Regions from separate parts of the Mus musculus genome. Here region 1 is linked to region 2. Evidence: chromatin contacts called from public Hi-C data. All regions are on one chromosome and are shown on one strand. The core of a region is the stretch at or near the end of the contact, and the rest is flanking DNA. Distances in the headings are between cores, read along the strand shown.

Evidence for each region. Hi-C and Micro-C count contacts between places; a contact is called where the count stands out from the background.
Region 1: a Hi-C map of the G1E-ER4 cell line shows a contact between it and region 2, with 2.0 times the contacts expected there. The contact joins the enhancer-like site here to the promoter of Nuak2 in region 2. A contact is called at or near these places in 7 of 39 promoter capture datasets (the 3T3-L1 cell line, embryonic stem cells, liver and 2 more), 10 of 484 Hi-C or Micro-C datasets (B cells, the Ba/F3 cell line, the G1E-ER4 cell line and 3 more), 2 of 115 datasets of contacts at active chromatin or transcription factors (acute myeloid leukemia and embryonic stem cells) and 3 of 9 other capture datasets (adipose tissue, embryonic stem cells and liver).

Annotation. Positions count from the first base shown.
Region 1 is chr1:132,517,935-132,524,893 of GRCm38.p6, forward strand. It overlaps Cntn2 (contactin 2), which reads right to left. Exons shown (of 23, transcript NM_177129.5): 11 at 5,659-5,809; 12 at 5,424-5,551; 13 at 5,001-5,176; 14 at 4,399-4,519; 15 at 3,787-3,945; 16 at 3,205-3,354; 17 at 1,235-1,305; 18 at 728-962; 19 at 363-475. Among named protein-coding and RNA genes, the nearest start is that of Tmem81, 15 kb to the left of the region's middle. Within about 2 kb of position 1,982, at least 11 of the 459 cell types and tissues checked have an H3K27ac peak or open chromatin away from gene starts, as enhancers often do. A contact at or near this core is called in the G1E-ER4 cell line and liver, where this site is marked.
Region 2 is chr1:132,309,956-132,317,375 of GRCm38.p6, forward strand. Nuak2 (NUAK family, SNF1-like kinase, 2) reads left to right here and starts at 6,170. Exons shown (of 7, transcript NM_028778.4): 1 at 6,170-6,517. The coding sequence starts at 6,275.

The DNA of each region.
Region 1 (6,959 bases), core at 732-3,231, 200 kb after region 2:
CCCTCTCTCTCTCTCTCTCTCTTCCTCTCTCTCTCTCTTCCTCTCTCTCTCTCTCTCTCTCTCTCTCTCTCTCTCTCTCCCTCTCCCTCTCTCCCTCTCTCTCTCTCTCTTCCTCTCTCTCTCTCTCTCTCTCTCTCTCTCTCTCTCTCTCTCTCTCTCCTCTCTCTCTCTCTCTCTCTCTCTCTCTCTCTCTCTCTCTCTCTCTCTGACAATATTGGGCCTGGGTGTTTCGTCTTCCTTCCCTCTTGATCCCCTCACTGAGGAATTAGTGATCCTAGGGGAATGACTAGTAAGCTGTCAGATGTTGCCATCTACTCTGGAAAGCCTAGCCTTGCCTCTTTCCGGCCCCAGGGGACGCTCACCTCATATCCCAGGAGGATGCCGTTCATGTCTTGTAGCACAGGCTCCCAGCTTACGTTCATCTCTGAGGATGAGGAACCCTTGGCCCAGACCTTGGCAGGGGCCACCTTGGGCTCTAGGGAGAATAAATAAAGAATGGGCATATGTTGCCAAGCCACCTCTGCATCCCACAGAGTGACTGACCCTGACTAGGACTGTGCTGAGGATTTGGGGGGAAATCCCAGGGCCCAAGATGAAGCTTAGTGCGCAGGATGAAGCCCAGGGGACACCAAGTGCACCCCAGGCTTTCTTCTCCTCCCATGGTGTCCCCTCTCCTTCCCTGTGCCAGGGAGTGCAGGAGGGCCAGGCCCCAGGCCCCACAGCCTACCTTCCTCTGCTGAGTACACGATGGCAGTGAGGCTCTCGGGCCCATCCCCCCGGCGATTGTAGCTTCGGATCTTGACCTCAAAGGGTGTGTAGGGATGGATGCTATCGTTGCTGTAGACGAAGTACTGGGTATCAGCGCCGGGCACCCGGGCCGTCTGCCAACTGGAGCTGCCTTGCCTGCGGAAGGACAGCAGGTAGCCGAAGCCGTCTCCATTCTGGTACTCTCGTGACATGGGCTGAGGGCAAGAGCACGGTGTGGGCCAGGGGTCATGGGTGTGTGTCCCTACCCATCCATCGGACTCCACCCAGTCTTCACCCAGAGGAGTGACCCCGGGATGCCTGTGAGAGATGCAAGGGGAGGGAAGGAAGCTGCCAGCTTCCAAATGAGACTTCATCGGTCTTTTCTGTTGCTGCCACTTTGTCTGTAGACAAACTATGTCAGGAGGGAAAGGGGTGTGACTCCTGAGAGGCAAGGCACCTGCCTGCTTCTCTGTCCCTGTCCACTTACAGTCCAGTTGATGGTAAGCTCTCCAGGGGCTCCTCCCCCTCCACTGAGTCCAGATGGTGCCACAGAGGGGACTGTAAGGGGCAAGAAACACAAATGGGTCATGTTAATGGGCAGAAAGGGGGGAGCAATCCCCTAGCCTGTGCCTGGATCATCTTAGATGGGGTGTCCTAAGTTATTTTCCCATAGTCCTTCTGTGCATGACTGCAGAGTCAGGCTAGCCTGAGAACAATTCCCATCTTTGCTGTACTTCCTCTGCCTAGTCACTTAACCTTTCTGGGCCCTGCCTATACTCTCTAGAGGATGATGATGATGATGATATGATGATGATGATGATGATGATGATGATGTGTCTGTCAAGGTGAAAGTAGAAGAATTGAAATGAGAGGCCAGGCAGCACGGAATGGCTACTCTTATATGTCATCCTTACCCCTGTTGGCTTTAGCTAAACCAGAGACCAACTCCAGTTTGCTTCATTCAGCTGATGAGACTAAAGGATTTTGAATGCCAGTTAATGCAAACAACAACAAAACAATACATTTTGTTAGAGGGTATCCCAAGGTATTTCCCTGATTCTCTCTCTCCCCCTCTCCCTCTCCTTCCCTCTCTCCCCTCTCGATTTAATCTCCCGTCTTTGGTATTAAACAAGACTGAAAAACACAAAGATGGCTTCTGTCAGCTCACAGAGGGCCAGGGTTAAGACAGAAAGCCTGAGGTCCAGAGCAGTTAAGCAACTTGTCCAAAGTTCACACAGCTAACGCACCGCCCAGCTAGAACGTGATCTCTGCTCTTATGACTTTAAAGATCCTCGCTGTCCCTTTGCGCGTCTGTGCGCATCAGTTTCTGAGATGCTAGAATCCCTAAGAAGTTCGGTCAGAAAGCATGCCTTCTGGAGTTTCCTACTCAACACGGGTGCCAGATTAAAATGTTGTGTGGTTCCAGAACCTGGAGAGTCAGCCTGGAGCAGGTAGGAGACATGGAGGTAGACCCTCCACCACACGCAAGCACAGGTCTGGCTGGATAGGAGGGAGACAGGATTCTGACCACGATGCCGCTGTGTGGTCCCAGGCCCTCCGCTGGGAATGGTGAGAGCATAGCAGCTGCCTCTGGGCAGGTGAAGGCCATGCCTGAGCCCTTCCTGGTTCTCTCCTCACACTCTCCCCTGACTCTGACAAACGCTTTCACTGAGGGTCTCAGGCCTCCTGCTCCACAGATGCCAGTGAAACAGGGCCTGGAGTCTGGCTGCCTCTCCAGCCCCCTGCACAGTGAATGTGTGTCCACACCCACACGAGTGTACACATGCACACAGACACCTTCCTCATTAGCTGATTTCTGCAGTTTGTGGGCACTTAAAAACCCACTCAAGGTTCTTGTCCTAGGTTCAAGAGCAGGCTCTCACAGTGTGATCCTTGTTCAAATCAGCTCTTCTGGCTTTAAATACTAAGCCAAAACAATGACTATAGATCTGCCTGCAGGCGTGCTTTTCAGCAAGGGGTTTGGATCAGGCGCTTTGTCTAAGCAGCAGCTTGTCTCTAACTTTTCATCTTTCGCCTATTGACCAGAGAGCCGAGGCCTGGTAAGCAGATTGGAACTTTGTTTCTGCTTCCTCTGCTGGGGGTCCCTTGGCTGCCCCTCCCTCCCACCCTCTCTGATGCCCCCTCTGTTGGGGCTCCCCCTACTGGAGCTCCTCCCCCACACCGCTGGAGCTGCCCCCCAGAGCTCCCTCTGCTGGGGCTCCCTCTGCAGAAGCTTCCCCTCCTGAGGCTCCTCCCCCCACAATGCTGGAGCTCCTCCTCTAGAGCGCTCTCTGCTGGGGCTCCTCCCCCCACAGCGCTGGAGCTCTCCCCAGCCCCCCCCCCGCCCCCCCGCTCCCCCCCCCCCTGCTAGAGCCTAGAGCTCCCTCTGCTGGGGACTCCCTCTGCTGGGGACTCCCTCTGCTGGGGCTCCCTTTGCAGAGAACTCCAGACACTCACCTGCTTCCTTAGTGCGGATTCTGCTGGAGGGGCCGCTGGGCTCCCCAGTGCCCAAGATGTTGCTAGCTGAAACCCGAAACTCATAGTCCATCCAAGGCATGAGCCCCAGCACCTGGGCAGTTTCCGCGTTGCCCTCGATATTCACAGGATCTGCAAGGTCCCAGGCAGTCAGCGGCCAGCGGCCATTTATGATGGTGGCAGGTTCCGGACCCATGTGGCCATTTGTGTTCTGCCCTCAGCATGGTCCTACCGTTCGTTCGCTAAGCCCTCAATTACTCTTTGACTGAAAAGCTTGTCTGAAAAGCTAGTGAGCTCTGATGCCACAGGGCCTTTGCTCTTCCCTCCACGGATGTTGAGCATGCCGGCGTTCTCTAGCAACACAAGGCTGCTGCCTCCAGCTCTCCCTCTCCTTACCCTCCTGGCTATGAAGGTTTCCCTGCCTGCCTAGGTTCTCCCTGGAGGTAAGAGAACACACCTTAATTCTTTTCAAAGCCTTAGGGTCAGCCTTGACCCTTTGACCCCTGTCTTCTGCTGTGCACACAGTGGTTATTAAAACTGACCCACATGGTGCCTCATACTTACTGGTCCGAACCTGCTTCCATTTCCCTGAGGGTGGAGTCCGCGCTTGCAGGGTGTACTTGGCAATGGGGCTGTGATTGTCAAAGCCACGACTCCAGCTAAGCTGAACAGTAGTGTCTCCAATGTCTCTCACCACCACACCCCCAGGAGGACCTGGGGGACCTGTAAGAAGCAGAGCACCCTGGGTCAGAGGTGGACAGTTTGAGTCGGTTTTATCTAGCCTCAGCTTGGGCTGACTCAGTATCTAGATGGGGCATCAGAGGGCAGGAGAGATAGGGTGGGAGGCCAGAGGATGGGGGCAGAGGAGAAAGATGAGGAGCGAAGCATCTCAGACTTGGTGGCTCACAGAAGGGTGTACAAGTTTGCCCTGTACTGGACCTGGAACTCCTGGGCTCATGAGGTAAAGTCTTAGGGGTGTTTAGGGTACATTTTCTTTCTTGATCATGGCTTTGGAAGACATAGTCTACTCATTTAGGACCCACAAAGAACTACACAGGCACTAAACAGAAGTGTCCATCTCTCCAGCTTCTGTCAGCCTTCAGGGAGGGAAGAGAGGTGGGGAGAGTCGGAAAGCCTAGAGCCTCTCTGAGACCTGTGGTGGCTGACTCCCATTACCTCGGACCAGGACTGTGGCCTCCTTGGATGCACCATCCACCACTGTCTGGGCCATGCATGTGTATGTCCCTCCGTGGCGTAGCTGGGCATTCAGGATAGTCAGGTCCCCAATGGTCTCCTTCTGTGCACAGGGAACAGCAAGGAATGATGAGACAGGAGGAAGCCCTGACTAGTGTAATAGGCCACAAGACGAAATGGAGCCTAGATTCCCTGGCTGAATGGCATCCATGCTCTCTGTGCCTCAGTGTTCCTATCTGTTCAATGGGAAGAATGAGCTACTTGGTACCACTGGACATCAAAGCGTGCCACATAAGACAGTCTTCATGAGCCAAGTTAATGATGGCATTTGCACTAGGGGAGAGGGACAATAGTGGAGAGAATCTCCTGGGGTACTTGGAATGCTAAAGCTTGATTCTAACTTAGAAGGGTGGTCCTTGGGTGGATGCAGGAAAGGTGGCGGTGGGTCCTAGGGTGAGCTTTCTCGGCATGGCCTCGGGGGTTAGGGGAAACTTTGGAAAGCCTGAAGCTGGTAATGACTGAGGCCATCTCAAGTCCCCTGTCTTATCTGGAAGGAGGGAGAATTATGAGGCCTCAGGCCTTACCACACTGGCTCTCCGGTAGTGACCTCCAGGCTTATCAAAGTCAACAGGGAAGTCATCCAGGGTCCAGGTGAACGTGAGGTCCATAGTGGGGTCATGCGAGGCGTGGCACTGTAGGGTCAGGTTATCACCCACATTGATGTCAGCACTCGAAGGAGCTAGCGTGATCTTCGTTGCATCTACAAAGCAAAACAGCAACAACAAAACAAGGCTCTGTGAGGGAAAAAGCCCAGGAAGGAGAGAGGCTCTGGCCTGTACCCCTAGAAGAGATGCATATTCATGAGTGGTCAGATTCTGGAGGCTGGCCAGGGGTGGTCCCAAGAGAGACTGAGTTCTGACGTTGCCTTGAAAGCAGATGTATAGGAAGCCAAGAGCAGATGGTTGGCAGAACAGCATCCCAGCATCTGAACAGACCACAGTCCTTACCTCGCACAGACAGGATCCCGGTACTGTTGGCTTTGCCCATGAAGTTCTCAGCAAAGCAGGTATATTTGCCTTCATCCGATCGACTGATGTTTCTGATAATCAAGGTGCCGTCCAAAGTGACAGTCACTCTGCAGCAAGGACAGAAAAAGATCTAGTCAACTGAGGGACACACCGTGGCCATTGGAAGGGGACTGACCTCCAAGACGTCATCTCAGCGGTGGCACACAGAACCTACCTGGTACTGTTCCCCAGAATCTCAGTACCCTTGCTCCACAGTATTGTAGCTTTTGGAGCCGCACGGGGCTGGCACGGGATACTGATCTCTCCCCCTCGGGCTGCAGGGATCAGCCGCCTCACAGGGTTCTGCCTGAAGTCTGGGGCCAGAGCTGCAGGAGAGAGGGTGCTCAAACACTCACCCTCGAGATAGCCACCCGCCCACCTCAACTAAGATGTCACCTGGCTATGTGCTAAGCATCTGGCCTCTGGAGACCAACTTGTCAAGTGGCAGCAACATCTCTAGAACTCATCTACCCCTGTGTCATCACATCTGGCTCCACTCGTCCCTCTCACACGCTCCAACTGTCTGTCTTGCTTTCAACTTTTTCCCTTTTTCTTTTAAAGACTTCTTTTATTTTTACTTTACACACACACACACACACACACACACACACACACATATATATATATATGAATGTTTTGCCTGCTTGTATGTCTGGGTACCACTTGCATGCAGTGCCTAAGGCGGCCAGAAGAGGGCGTATGAGTCTCTGGAACTGGAATTAGAGGTAGTTGTGAGCCACCCTGTGGGTACTGGGGATGGAACCTGGGTCTGCTGTGTAAGAGCAGCCAGTCCTCTTAACTGATGAGTCATCTTTCCACCTCCACGCCCCATAGCTTTCCTTTTAACCCCCTGAATGCCAAGTCTTACCTGCCTTTGGATCATTGTGTCTGCATGCATATTACCTGAAACTTCCCCAGATATTTACAAGTCTGTCTCCCTCAGGTCACAGTCTAAACGTGACTTCCTCAGAGTCTTTCCTGACCACCCCATCTAACCTGCTCACCTGGGTACCACTGCTGTCCTTGGTATTTTTTTAACCATACTTTTAGGGTTCTCTGGAATAAATTCTAAGTTTGTTCCTCTCCCTTTTCTTGTACAGTACTTTAAGTATTTAAGTACTACTGTATTTGCTCCTCATGAGATGCTTTGTAAGTTATTGGTTGAATAATTGAATGAAAGGAAGAGTCTTGGGGCTGGAGAGATGGCTCAGTAAGTCAGAGCATGGACCTGAGTTTAATTTCCAGTGCCCAGTGGCTCACAACCATCTGTAACTCCAGTTTCAGGAGAATCTACACTTTCTTTTGACTTCTGTAACATGTGATACACATACAAATACAGGCATTCGTACAAATAAAATAAAAAATAAAACGAGTAAGTCTTTGTTGAGCCTTATTAAACTTAATAAAGGCTTCTAACGTTCATCTTGCAGCAGAGAAAACGTGCCTTGTAAGCTCAAGTGGCTGGTGTTCCTTGTC
Region 2 (7,420 bases), core at 4,920-7,419:
TAGTCCTCTAGCCACAGTTTTCTGAGGTCTCTTCAGGTTGTGATGCTGTCACTAACCCATGTGTCCCAGGACATCCCAGAGAGCCTGTCAGGTGGGAACTATAGGTATAGCACAGAGCAATTAAAGTCAGAAATTCAGAAGCTCAGAGAAAGCACTGACTGTGAGAGGAAACTGTACCCTGCCCTCTTTCTTTCTTTCTTTCTTTCTTTCTTTCTTTCTTTCTTTCTTTCTTTCTTTCTCTCTCTCCCTTCCTTCCTTTTTTCTCTCTCTCTTTCTTTCTTTCTTTCTTTCTTTCTTTCTTTCTTTCTTTCTTTCTTTCTTCCTTCCTTCCTTCCTTTCTTTCTTTCTTTCTTTCTTTCTTTCTTTCTTTCTTTCTTTCTTCCTTCCTTCCTTCCTTCCTTCCTTCCTTTCTTTCTCTCTCTCTCCCTTCCTTTTTTCTTTCTTTCTTTCTTTCTTTCTTTCTTTCTTTCTTTCTTTCTTCCTTCCTTCCTTCCTTCCTTTCTTTCTTTCTTTCTTTCTTTCTTTCTTTCTTTCTTTCTTTCTCTCTAAAGATTTATTTATTTATTATATGTAAGTACACTGCAACTGTCTTCAGACACTCCAGAAGAGGTCATCAGGTCCTACTACAGATGGTTGTGAGCCACTATGTGGTTGCTGGGACTTGAACTCAGGACCTTTAGAAGAGCAGTCGGGTGTCTCACCAGCCCCCCTGCCTGCTTTCTTGCTTCAGTTCTTCCCTACAGAAGACAGACACAGAACCAGGTCAGAAACTAAGCAGAACTTCAAATCCCCTTGCTTATGGACTTGCTCCCACAGCGTAGGCTCTCATAGGACTTCTAGGTCAGCAGTTTATGATCTCTGGTGATGATGGCTCCTTAATCCAGCTTGCAATAGCCACCCCCGAATACCAGACTGTACCGGTGTTATTCAGGGCCACGACGGAGGAATGCTGGCTCCCACCTTCCTTTACCCAGGGCCAGGAGCTGCTGACCCGGCTAAAGAATGTGCTTTGCTTGGGGTTAACATTCCAGGATCAGCTTGGAAGCCCAAGGACTTGTGTTGGCAGCAGGAGCCAACTGGGCACAAGGCAGAGAGGGGGGACTAGACATCGCCCCTCAAATCCAGGCACATATCCCTTCTATATATTTCCTAGTCACTCCTGGGAATGGAGGCAGAACTGACAGGAAGAACATATTCTCTCATTTATATGAAGTGAAGCTACTGGGCCCTGAGCTGCAGTGTCCCTTGCGATAAGCCCCACCTGCTGGGGAGCCTAGAACTCTCTATAAAGCCACTTCCAAGTTCAGGGTTTCACTAGGGCAATTAGGCTTAAGGAGGCTCAGTCACATCACCCAGCCCTGTCTCTGACTCCCACTCAGCCTTGTTGTGCTTCCTGCCTCATTTGCATCAACTACCAATGCACCCAACACCTAACCCAAGGCTCAGTGAAGAGGCATTAAGGTTCTGTGCACTGGAGTGTTGACAGCTAGAGAGACAGGAGTTATTTTTACTGACACAGTCTCAGGCGTCAACGGTCCCGGGTGACTTACTGCGGTGGAACCACTCAGGGAGCCCATGGAAAGCACTCGGGATCTGGGGGGCCCACTAGAGGAATCCTGTAGCGTTTAACACCTGCCTAAAGCGCAGACACCCTGGTTTTGTAATACCACAGAAGGAGAGTTACAGAACCTCAGAGGTCAGAAAGAGGATGTCGGTCAAAGGGCAGACAAGGAGGAAGATCTCTGTGTTCTACCACTAACAGGAAGGCGAGGAGCCCCTTGCAAAGCACTGACTGGAACCACTAGAATTTAGGATAAAATAGAAAATAAAAATAAAAATAGATACCCACCATTGAGCTTAAAATTTAGTATGTGGGATAGTTAAGAGCATCTTCATTTCCTCTCTCCACAGCCTTCTCTTGTGTCCCCCAGCTTCTCCTGTGTCCCCCCAGCTTCTCCCGTGTTTCCCAGCTCTTCCTGTGTTCCTCAGCTCCCCCTGTGTTTCCCAGCTCCCCCTGTGTCCCTCAGCACCTCCTGTGTCCTCCAGCTCCTCTTGTGTCCCTCAGTTCCTCCTGTGTCCCCCAGCTTCTTCTGTGTTCCCCAGCTTCTCCTGTGCCCCCCAGCATAGCTCTCAAGCCCCAGACAGTTTCAACAGTCACTCACTAACTCTGAGCTTATCTTCACTCTGGCCTGGGTCAGATCAAACAGCTCAAGTGTCTGTTAAGACCTTGTTGTACAGCCTCCCCGAAACATAATTGGATCTCTGCCAGAACTGGCCAAAAGACGGAAGGCTAGCCAAAACCCAAGATAGGAGGACACCATCCATCTGGTAACTTCATATCTCATTTGGTCCCAAAGCAAACTCATGAAGGAGACATGTGACATGCTTCATACATGAGTACAGAGCATCAGGAGCCTGAGCAAACCAGAATCCTTACCTAGCCATAAGCCCACCATTTCTGGTGCAGTCTATGTGACCCTGTAGGGACAGGAACTTCATCTCTCTGTGGCTTAGCTTACTCATTGGCACAGTGGGCATAATCATATGGTAGTGTTCCTAGTGAGGAGTGAGTTCATCCGGACAGGCCAGCTAAGGCCAGCACAGGCTGTCACATTCCTTGTAGGACTTGCTAGAATTTTAGCTTGTACCTTTGTAGCTCCAGCTTGCTTGTATTTCCAGAATGCATTTGGGCCCCACAGGTGTTGTATGATCTGACCCATGACATGGAGATTATCATGATTATTTACCTCCAGCTATGCGACTTTCTAGCTGGTGACACTATGCCTAGGATGCTTAGAACTTAGGTCAGCGCAACAAACAGTAGATAGACATTGTAGTCAGTTTCAGCCATGACACAAGCCCTGTTATACTCAATTAGGCCAGAAGAGAGCAGCTTTGAGCCCTCAATTTCCTAGACTACAGGGTTTTAAGCCAGCTCCTTGGAGTCATACCTCCTTGGTTTGGAGAACCAGTTCTAACTGGCTGGTTCCTGTTCACACAATTCCATCAGCCCCTAAGAGGGCAAAGGTCCACATATCCAGGCCTTACTGTCCACCACAGAGTGGGGCTAAGAGCTGACCGAGGGCCATAACTCATCTGAGTTCTGGGAAAAGGCAATTTAATGACCCAGGTCTCTGGCTGGAGGTGGGTGGTGAGCTGGGTCCTGCATCTGCTCTTCTCCCAGAGGAAAAAATGAGATCTGCCCCAATAGTCCTGGGGAGTAGATACTCTTGTGTCCTAGAGACCCCTTATGGTTCTCGGATACACAGAAAACAAATGCATTAGCTCTCTCTGTTCTTTCTCCCTGCCTCTCCATGTCATGCCTAAGACTAATCTATGTCTCACCCACCACTTCAAAACCCAAGTGGCTTCCTCTGAGCACCCCCTGACCCCTGAACTCCTGAACCAGATAAGATCCAACTTTTCTGCCATATACCTGTACTTCACACCACTTTGAGAGGTCTCCCACTTTCTGTCCTAGATTATAGAGGAAGCTTATTTTGTTTTTATCTTCTTTATTTATCTTATTTCTCTTGTTAGGCAGAAAAATTCTCGAGAGTGGGGAACTAATTAGTAGTCATCCCCCTTAGATGTGCCTGATACCTGCCTTACCCATTCCCATCCCATTTCCCCCACTGCACATAATACTTGTCACAGCACATTCAGACTATGGAGTTCAGGAGTTCAGGAATGGATACTTATTCCCGGTGACTGCACAGAAGGCTCATTTTCCACAAGAGTCTTTAAATCCTTGGTTCCCAACCTGTGGGTCATGACCTCTTTAGAATTGCAGGGCCTTTTCTCAGAAGTCACATATCAGAGAGCCCCCGTATCAGATATTTACATTACAATTCATAACAGTAGCAAAATTGCAGTTATGAAGTAGCAACAAAGATAATTTTATGGTTGGGAGGTCACGACAATACAAGGAATTGCATTAAAGGGTCAAGGGATTAGGAAGGTTGAGAATCATTGGGCTAAGTAGTTGGTGACTGGGTGCAAGGGTTAGAAGAAGTGCTTCCTCCTAAGACTAGAGCGTGAGGCAGACAAACTGAATGAGGGTGACTCAGCTCAGCTTAAACGTCCTAACAAATCCTCCAAAGAGCTAAGCCCAATCTTTAAGTCACTGAGCCACATCCCAGGTCCTCCCTACACAGAATGAAAGTTAGTTCTGGCACTTGGTTGTTCTAATCAGTAGTTCTGTAAACAATTGTTGTTAATTTATTTCATATGTACAGCCTTATGCCAGTATGCATTTCTGTGCAGAAGATACATGCTTGATGTCGTTGGAGATCAGAAGAGGGGGCCAGAACCCCTGGTACTGGAGTTATGGCTCTTTGTGGGTCATCTTGTGGGTGCCGGGGATGAAATCCTGGTCCTTTGGAAGATCAGTCAGTGCCCTTACCTGCTGAGCCATCTCTCAGTTCTCTCCATGGTTCTGATGGCTCACTCCTCTGCCTGCAGGTCTGTTTGTTTGCCTCCTGTGTCCATCCATCCATCTGGTCTGTATGAATCCACTGTGCACCTTTATCTGTTCAGCAGTGCCCTGGGTATTGGGGGTGTTTAGGAATAGTGATAAATGTCTAGATTGAGTCTTAAAGGAAACCTTGGGCTCCTCTGAAAAAAAGTCTTCATCTTATGAGGAAATGTTGATACAGCTAGCTAACAGACATGGGTCTTCTAGTAAGCTTTAAAAGCCCTATCTTTAGAAAGCAACCCCAAACTATCCTCCTCTCATCTTGGCTAGGGGCTCCCTCCTCTTTTCATGTCAGTCAGGTCTAGAACCCAGGTCTCCCATCCCTGAGCCTGCTCCTCTGACACATGCTTTTCATTGTCCTACTCTGCCTGGACAGACCCCAGGAACTGACAGACAGGGCGCACAGAGAGCAGACTGGTTGAGCCTTTTCTATTTTCACAGACTACTCAGAGTGGAGAGGCAAGCTGGCAGAAGATAGGGCACTAAACTAGCTATACAGTTTCCATGGACCGTCCGAACTTAGAGAAGGCTGATTCCCGGTGGATGGTCTCTGGCTACAGAGAGCTCCAAGACAAGGAGATACCAGTTATTCCCTCTGAAAAGATTCAAAGGGCAAACAGAAGTAGGAAAATGGGCAGAGAGTAGTTTTTTTTTTAATTTGATAATTGAGGACGTAGTCCTCTTTGATCCTCTGCCAAGTCCTAAAGATACAGCTAGAGATGAGGTCCTGCAGATGAGGGAGGGATGCCTGCCCGGAATAGCTAGAATTAGGGAAGTCCTCTTGTCCTGTACTCTTTCCCTATAGGCCAGTATCTGAATTCCAGGCTTTCTTGCCAGCTGTGTGGCAGAAGTAAACTCACTTTCTACATCGGAAAGGGGGGTCTGGACATAGCCTTCCAGGCCCCTTAAATGCAGCCAAATCTTATGCCCAACCTCCTGCTCTTTTGAAAAAAAAAAAAAATCCACTGGGAGGAAACCCTGGGACCAAGACACTCCTTACAGATTTAGGAGCTCGTGGATGTAAGTCCTTGGAATGTGATGTGCTTTTTTCACAATTTATGGAGATCCACAAGGCCACCACATCTTGAGGGAATCCACGCAACCCTACAAAGTAAGGATTTCCCAGGCCTGTTGGATTCCAGAATCCAATTAAGGTTGGTGGAATCCAAGCAGAGTGAACATGGAGTCAGGACAGCTCTCTACCAGTGCTTAGCTGGCGTCAGTCTCCAACCCATTCCATCTCCCTATTCACTTTCTCCTTTATGGACCTCAAGAAGTTATCAAAAGGCTTTTCAGATTTTGAGCTTGGAAGAAACAATTTACTGCATGTGGAGAAATACTTCGGGACTTTCTAGTGCCCTTAGATTGTCCCTTGCCAACCGAGAACACAGCACAATAGCACAAGGTTGGCGTCATTCAGAGACTAAAGCAATTCAGAGAGCCTTCAATCCTAAAGACTGGCACTTCGGTATTAATTCGGCTCTGCCTCCATTCTCGCATTCCTGGGCCTCGGGTCCAAGTGGGCGGGGCCCCATTCACACCTTTCCGCGCCTAGCCAAGGGGAGGAACGGGGCAGGAGAGGGTGAACCAATGCGAGAGGTTTTGGTCACGAGCCGCCGGCAAGTCGGCCAATGGGACGCAGGGGCGTGGTCAGGACATTCCCCCTCGAAACGTTTTATAGCAATTCGGAACGCGGGGCTTTCTAGCGTGCTCGGGTGCGGCTGTGACCTCTGAGCCCGCGGCTCAGCGCGCGCTGCTACTGCTGCCCGACCCACTCCACCTCGCGGTCCCCGCACCATGGAGTCGGTGGCCTTACTCCAGCGCCCGAGCCAGGCTCCCTCGGCCTCCGCCCTGGCCTCGGAGAGCGCCCGGCCGCTGGCGGACGGGCTCATCAAGTCGCCTAAACCTCTGATGAAGAAGCAGGCGGTGAAGCGGCACCATCACAAACACAACCTGCGGCACCGCTACGAGTTCCTGGAGACGCTGGGCAAGGGCACCTACGGGAAGGTGAAGAAGGCACGAGAGAGCTCGGGGCGTCTGGTGAGTGTCCCTCGCGGCTCCCGGCTCTCGGGAGCTCACAGCGCGTCCCTTGCGGTGTCCTCGGCTGCGTTGCCAGGCGCGCGCATTTTAGATGTGTCTGTCCGTGGTTTTCAGGACAGTGCTCATCTGTCCTGAACCTTAGCTTCACTAGATGCCTGTAGTTTGAGAAGACGGAGCTTAACTTGAATTTTGACGGGAACAAACGTCAACAGAGTAGAATGGAAGGAGGAAGTTGAAAGCACCAGTTCTTAGTAGATGGATGAGGTGTGGAGATCTTTAACTCTGACTTGACACTTTGGGGCCTTTCCAGCCGAAATGAAGCTAAGTTTGGTTGGGATAGGTTTTTATTCTGGGAAATGTAAAAGCAGGCCCAAATGTCAGGTCCACTCCCAGCACTCCAGCCACATCTTTGGATGTGAGGCCTTTGGGGAACTTGCCCTTTTGATTTACGCATGTGTAATCGTAATAATAATCCGTAACTCTGAGCAAGTTCCTCCATCTCTGTTTTCTGTTTCCCCTTCTGCAAAAATAGAGAGAACACAGCCTGTCTCACAAGCTGCTTGGAAAAAATAAGATATAAATGTGAATGCACTTGAGCCCTGATCACAGATCCTGTGTTGAGAATGAATACTCCTATCTGGAAACCTCCCCTTGGAAGGACAGCAAATTTACCAAAAGTTACACAACAATGTTTCTTCCACTCTAGTTCAGTGGGCCTGAGTATTAGCTGGCTACTTGTTTAAAATGTGCAGTCTCTCATTTTCCACCAAGGGAACTATTTTATAAAAGGTCTATAATTCACATTTTCGCAAGGCTCAGAGCAGGTGGTTTAGGGAGAACATTTGGCAGGTCCAGTGGATGCTGTTTGTAAGGGGGTGTGTATGTACAGCCATCATTTGCCCT